Regions from separate parts of the Anser cygnoides genome. Here region 1 is linked to region 2. Evidence: chromatin contacts called from public Hi-C data. All regions are on one chromosome and are shown on one strand. Each heading gives the region's core, a stretch centred on a gene start, on an enhancer-like site or on the middle of the called end of the contact. The rest is flanking DNA. Distances are from core to core; before and after follow the strand shown. Region 1 holds the start of PCF11 (PCF11 cleavage and polyadenylation factor subunit). Region 2 holds the start of FZD4 (frizzled class receptor 4).

What was found. A called contact is a pair of places that touch in the nucleus more often than the background predicts.
Region 1: a Hi-C map of liver shows a contact between it and region 2, with 2.0 times the contacts expected there. The contact joins the promoter of PCF11 here to the promoter of FZD4 in region 2. A contact is called at or near these places in 2 of 7 Hi-C or Micro-C datasets (both in liver).

Annotation. Positions count from the first base shown.
Region 1 is chr1:204,318,493-204,321,531 of Taihu_goose_T2T_genome, forward strand. PCF11 (PCF11 cleavage and polyadenylation factor subunit) reads right to left here and starts at 1,693. Exons shown (of 16, transcript XM_066989921.1): 1 at 1,163-1,693. The coding sequence starts at 1,351.
Region 2 is chr1:203,961,321-203,964,512 of Taihu_goose_T2T_genome, forward strand. FZD4 (frizzled class receptor 4) reads left to right here and starts at 1,428. Exons shown (of 2, transcript XM_048076515.2): 1 at 1,428-1,748; 2 at 2,618-3,192. The coding sequence starts at 1,470.

The sequences.
Region 1 (3,039 bases), core at 443-2,942, 360 kb after region 2:
GGGAAAATAACCTTATCTTCTGAACTATAATATATTTAAATGTATTTTATACTTAAAATGATGCTTAAAGTATTACTTAATCGTTAAATTTAGTCCTTCTAAAGCGGACAACTGCCGTGCTGCAAACTCCATCTTATTTCCGTTCCTTCGAACTACCCAGAAAATAAAAAAAAAAAAAAACAACTCCACCATATCCCCCCGGCCAGGCCCTCCCTATAGATCGCGGTACTCATCTAAGGGTAGAAAATCGCTTAAATGCAACGCTTGGGGACTACAACACCAGCTTCGAGACGCTCAACACTGGCTCCGGGGAAGGGGGAAAACCCAGCGAGGAGGGCGAGGTGCTGCTGCCCAGTCACTGCCGGGCCGCCATGTTGTGCTGCCTGCTATTTATTTCCACGGGGCTCCTCCACTCGCCAGCCACGCTTTGCCCTTTTTTTTTTTATTCTCTCCCCCCCTTTCCCCCCCCCCAGCGGCTTTTGGTGGGGGCGAGTCCCAAACCCTCCCCCCTGCTACCGACACCCCTCCTCTGCGGCTGGGTGCTGGGGGAGCCCTTCCCCTCCCTCGAGTCCCCTGCTCCCTATGGTTTTTCATTGGGAAGGGGGGGGGGGGGGGAGGTGGGGTTGGGGAGGGGTTGGGGGAAGCAGCAGCCTTATCGAAGCCCCGCGGTGTTTAGGACGAGCTCCCGTGCTCCCTGACCCCGCCTGAGCCCCGCTCCCCTCCGCCCCCTGCTCTCCCGGCAGCGACCCCAAACTCCTGACCCTCTCCCCAATAATAAGTAAATAAATGAAAACCTCTGGGCTTCCTGTTTTCGGGGAAAGCCGTGCCCTCTCTGCTCACCCCTGGCTAGCCCACCCCTCTCCCTGTTTGCCTGCGAGCCCCCAGCCCAACCGCCCCCACCCCACCACCAGCCTTCCTCAGCCCCTCCTCCGCCCCCCCTTTCTCCTGCCCTAATTCCCCTCCTTCAGGCCCTCATCTCCCCCCTTTTCGCCTCCTCTGGGTCAGCTTCACCCCACCACCCCTCCTCGGGCCGTCTCCCCCACGCCCTTTTCCTTTCCCCTCCCCCTCCACCCTCCCCGAGGCCGCCCCTAACCCGCAGCCCCGGGCCGGCTTATCCCCCCAGCAGTATAGGTAGGAGTAGGAGTCGGTGGAATATAAAAACCTTGGCGATTTGCGCCTCGATCAGGGAGACGATGTCCTTGGCGAAGGGCACGTTCTCCTCAGCCAGGATGGTCAGCATGTTGATGTGCGGCTTGCTGTTGAACGTCAGGTCTTCCAGCGACGACTGGTAATCGCGACACGCGTCCTCCCGGGCCTCGCTGCTACCAGCGCTGCCCTCCGGGGCCGACATGTTCCTCCGACCGGGGCGCCCCGACCCCCACCGACCGACAGCCCCCTCCCCGCGATCTCCCCCCTTTCTTTTCCTTTTTTTTTTTTTTTTTTATGCTGCCGCCGCCTCCGCCGCCGAGCGATGCCGCCCCCCCCGCCGCTGCCGCTGGGCTTCCTCTACCGCATCCTTCGGGCCGCGGCTCCCTCCAGCCGCCGGCGCTGCTTGAGGTGCTCGTGCCGGTGCCGCGGGTGCCGCCGCGCCTCCGGTCGGTCGGCCGGCCGCCGGCTCAGTCCGGGCGCTCACAAAATGGCGGCGGCGGCTACGGCCCGCGGACCTCTGCCTCCAACCGTTGCGTCATGTGAAATTGCGCTGAGGGGAAAGGGGCCGGCGGCTTGGAAAGCCCCTTTTGTTCCCTCGCCGCCTCCCGATTGGCTGGCGGATCCCCTGCTCGAGCGCCGATTGGCGTGCCCGGCAGCGCGCCCGCCTTCGGGCGGTTGGGAACGCCTCTTCTCCCCGCTGATTGGTTTCTGCGCTCAAGGCCCGCGCTCGCCCCTGAAGGACGGCTCGCGATTGGCCGCGTTTCCCTACCCCCTTCGCTCCTCACTCGCTAGGCCTTGTCCTCCCGCCTTCCCTTTCCGCCCTCGAGCTCCGATTGGGGCCCCGCGCTCAGTCCCGCCTTTTCCTCCCGACCCTCGGTGCTGATTTGCGCCCCCGGCGAGGCCCCACCCGCGCCGCGCTCACTATTGGCTCATGGTTGCCATAGCAACGCGGCCTACCCGCCGCCGCCCCTGCGGCCTAGGCCCGGGGGAGAGGCCGCGGCCTGGTGGCCCCTCAGGGCCCCGCTCCGCACCCGCCTTGTCCCCTAACGGGGAGCTTGTGGCGATGGAGCCCGGCGGATGTGTGCAGCCACAGAATTCCCTCATCGGGAGGGAGGCAGCGCCCCCTGCTCTGCTCCCAGTCTGCCCTGTGCCTTTTTACCCCCAAAAAACAGGGGTTTAGGTCCTTGTGCCAGTCACTCCAAAAAAACAGGGGTTTAGGTCCTTGTGCCAGTCACACCTAAAAACCAGACAGCGTTTAGGTCAGAAATTAGAAGACACTTCTTAGTTCAGTTGTCCCTCTCAAGGGGTCAACGAGCAGCATTTGGGGCTTGCAAACTCCAAGGTTTGGAGGTAGCAAAACCTGCTCTTTTGTTATGGTACTTGCCCAAAGTTGATAACGCTCGGTTCTTAAGGTCCAGCTCTTCCTTGCCCCCTCTTCACATGTTACTTATTAACTGTGAGGAGCCGTCAGCAGGGCGAAGGAGGCCATGGGCAAATGCTTTGTTAAAATACACTTGCAAATTAAAGTACACTTGCAAAACGCTCCTGTCACAAAATCGTTTTTATAGGATGTCTGCATGTGCAGTAGAAAGCAAAAATTGAGACTTGGCAGATCTGTGGTAAAAACAGCTGTTTGCCCTTTTATCTCATAAAAAAAAACGTATTTTAGTTTCTATCTCAGCGTTCGCATCCTTTTCTGAAAAATGAGACCTTCAAAATGGGGAAGAGGGGGCAGGAAACGCACCGGCGTCTTTAATCTGCCTGTTTAATTGGATGTTCATGTTTGTTCCGGTACACCTCGAAATGCTGTACGTTGCACACACCACTTCTCCTTTGCAGTGTGCCATCGTAAGATCAGAAAATGAAACTCAAGTTTTTGTTTCCGTCCAA
Region 2 (3,192 bases), core at 178-2,677:
AATATGGACCTCACCAGATACGGGCTGCGTTGCTGACTGCATCGTAGCCTCCTTGCACGACCTTGGGACTGCAGCGCTGTCTGGCTCTGTGTTTAAAAAGTTAAGATAATACGACTTGTCTGCCTCGCCAGGATTTTGTAAGACTGCAGTCGCTGTTTATTGGAGCTGGTTATAAACTATCACGGTGATGAGAGCTTTGTAAATACCTGTGCTCATGAAACCTTGGTTAAAACACCTCGTGCTAGAGGAAAACCAGTCATTGCAGCATGGCCACACACATACGGATGCATGGCTCTTGGCGATGGCCGTGCTCAGGACACCCGCACATGTCACACACTGTGCACACACACGCACCCAGCCAGAGGTTGTTTAACCGGGGCTTTACAAACATTTTCAAAGCGCTTTACAAACAATTCATTAATAGATGACATATTTTTGCTAAAGGCACAACCAGCCCAACCAGATTTTATTACAGGTGTAAATAACGCTGAGTGTGTTTAAGTGTGAGCCTCATGTGTCCGCTCTTAATCCTGGGGACACCCTACAGGTCTGCTCAATTTCCCCTCAAAATTCATGAACCCTACGTCTGTACTTAGGAGAGGTACACAAACCCTACATCCGTACGTGTTTAGGAGAGGTATATAAACCCTACATCCGTACGTGCATAGGAGAAGTACACAAACCCTACACCTGTGCGTATTTAGGAGAGGTACACAAACCCTACATCCTTATGTGTTTAGGAGAAGTACACAAACCCTACACCCGTACGTGTTTAGGGGAGGTACGCCAACACCAGGAGGTGCTTGGAGCAGCACCCTAGGTTTCTCTGTCCCCGTGAAGGACCACCACCACCCAGATGTGTCCGAGATGCCAGACGTACAAGTGAGGGATGTGTTGGGAGAAAAGGTGGCAGCTTAGAGACCTGCCCTGTGGCCTGGCGAGGGAGAGGAAGGAGAGGAGGTAGAGGAGGGAGAGGAGGGAGGAGGCTGATGGATCAGCTCAGCCTGCCCCTGGGGAACCAGGCCTGGGCCTGGGCACCTCGGGGTGCCCCTCTCAGGCCCTGTCGCCGCCCTTCACCGCTGTGGGGACATCGGGGACCCAGCCCCGGGTCACCAAGCCCGGGGGGAGGCAGGGCAGGGCCGCTCGCTGCTCACAGCGGGGTCGCCGTGCCTGAAGTGGGGGGGACGCTTCTGAGGCTCCGCAGGGCCGAGGGGCTCCGGGGGGCTCCGGGGGGCACCCAGCGGGACTTTCCCCCCGGGCCGGGGCCGTAGCTGTGCCCGCCCCGGGAGGCTGGGAGGAGGCCGGGGCTCGGGGAGGCGCCGTCCCCTCCCCTGGGCAGTTTCTCGGCGCGGCGGTTTAAGAGCAGAGCCGCCCCCGGCCCCTCCCCGTTGGAGCCGGCCCGGGCGGCACGGCGCGGCCGGGGCCGGAGCCGGGGCCGGGGGCAGGTGGGGGGCCGGGGGGTCTCGGCCATGGCACGGTGCCGTGGTGGCTGTGGTGGCGGTGGCGGCAAGGGGGCGGCCGGGCGGCTGCTGGCCCTGTTGCTGGCCCTGCTGCTCGGCGGGACGCGGGGCTTCGGCGACGAGGAGGAGCGGCGCTGCGACGCCATCCGCATCGCCATGTGCCAGAACCTGGGCTACAATGTCACCAAGATGCCCAACCTGGTGGGCCACGAGCTGCAGGCGGACGCCGAGCTGCAGCTCACCACCTTCACCCCCCTCATCCAGTACGGCTGCTCCAGCCAGCTCCAGGTGGGTCCCAAACCCCCCCCCCCCCCAACCCTCCCCAAACCCCCCAAATCCCCCCCCCAAACCCCCTTCTCCAGAACCGGGAGCTGGGCGTTGTGCTGACATTTCCCCCATCTCCCCCGCTGCAAAGCCTGGAGGGAGCGGGCTGCAGCACAAGGCAGCGCTGTGTGGGCTTCCCAAGGGGGGAAAAAAGGGGGTCCTGCCATGCCCGGCCCGCAGAGACACCTCCACGGCAGCAGCCAGCTTGGACCCCCGCGTCCCCAACTCCCTGAAGCCCCCCCGGTGTGGCCACAGGCCCCCAAAATCGCCGTGTTTCCAAAGCTGAGCGAGCGGCAGTGTTTTATGGCCGGTGCGAGCCCGTCGGTGGCCCGATGGTGAAAGAGAGGCGCGTTCTTCCAGGAGGATCACAAACCGAAGTGATTCAGTAAATGCCTTTTCTTCTGTTTGTTTGCTAGCCGTGATATCCAGGCAGTGCCTTGAACAAAAATATGTATTTGTTTAAACCGCTTTAAAATATACTTTTTTTTTCTTTTTTTTTTTTTTTTCCTAAATTGCACCCTTGAGGTTTACATCTGGCTAAATCCCACTCGCTTTATTGAAAGTGATGGGCTAAATTTGCATGGAGCTAATCTGGGGAGTGAAATGTTCAGGCTTTGGCTTCGGACCACACTTGAACTGAAAGAAGGCAGCATTTTTAGGGTTTTTTCTCCCAAGTTTTTATTGTTCTTGGTTTATTTGTTTTATGCTGCTTCCTGTTTTTTAAGGCAAAGGACCAAAAATTACTGCTAAAAAGGCAAAAAAGAAAACTTGTTATGTTTTGACCTGTTGAATTTTCTCCTAACGCATTTGCGATTTGTGTTTCTCTCTTCCAGTTCTTCCTTTGTTCAGTCTACGTCCCGATGTGCACAGAGAAGATTAACATCCCCATAGGTCCCTGTGGTGGCATGTGCCTCTCTGTCAAAAGAAGATGTGAACCTGTTTTAAAAGAATTTGGATTTGCCTGGCCGGACAGCCTGAACTGCAGCAAATTCCCACCCCAGAACGATCACAACCACATGTGCATGGAGGGCCCGGGAGATGAAGAGGTTCCCCTTCATAGCAAGACATCCTTGCAGCCTGGAGAAGAGTGCCACAGCATGGGATCCAATTCCGATCAGTACATCTGGGTCAAGAGGAGCCTGAACTGTGTCCTCAAATGTGGCTATGATGCTGGGCTCTACAGCAGGTCAGCGAAGGAATTCACAGATATCTGGATGGCCGTGTGGGCTAGTCTTTGCTTCATATCAACTGCGTTCACAGTCCTGACCTTCCTGATTGATTCATCCAGATTTTCCTACCCGGAGCGCCCAATCATATTTTTGAGCATGTGCTACAATATTTATAGCATTGCTTATATTGTGAGGCTAACTGTGGGCCGGGAAAGGATATCCTGTGATTTTGAAGAGGC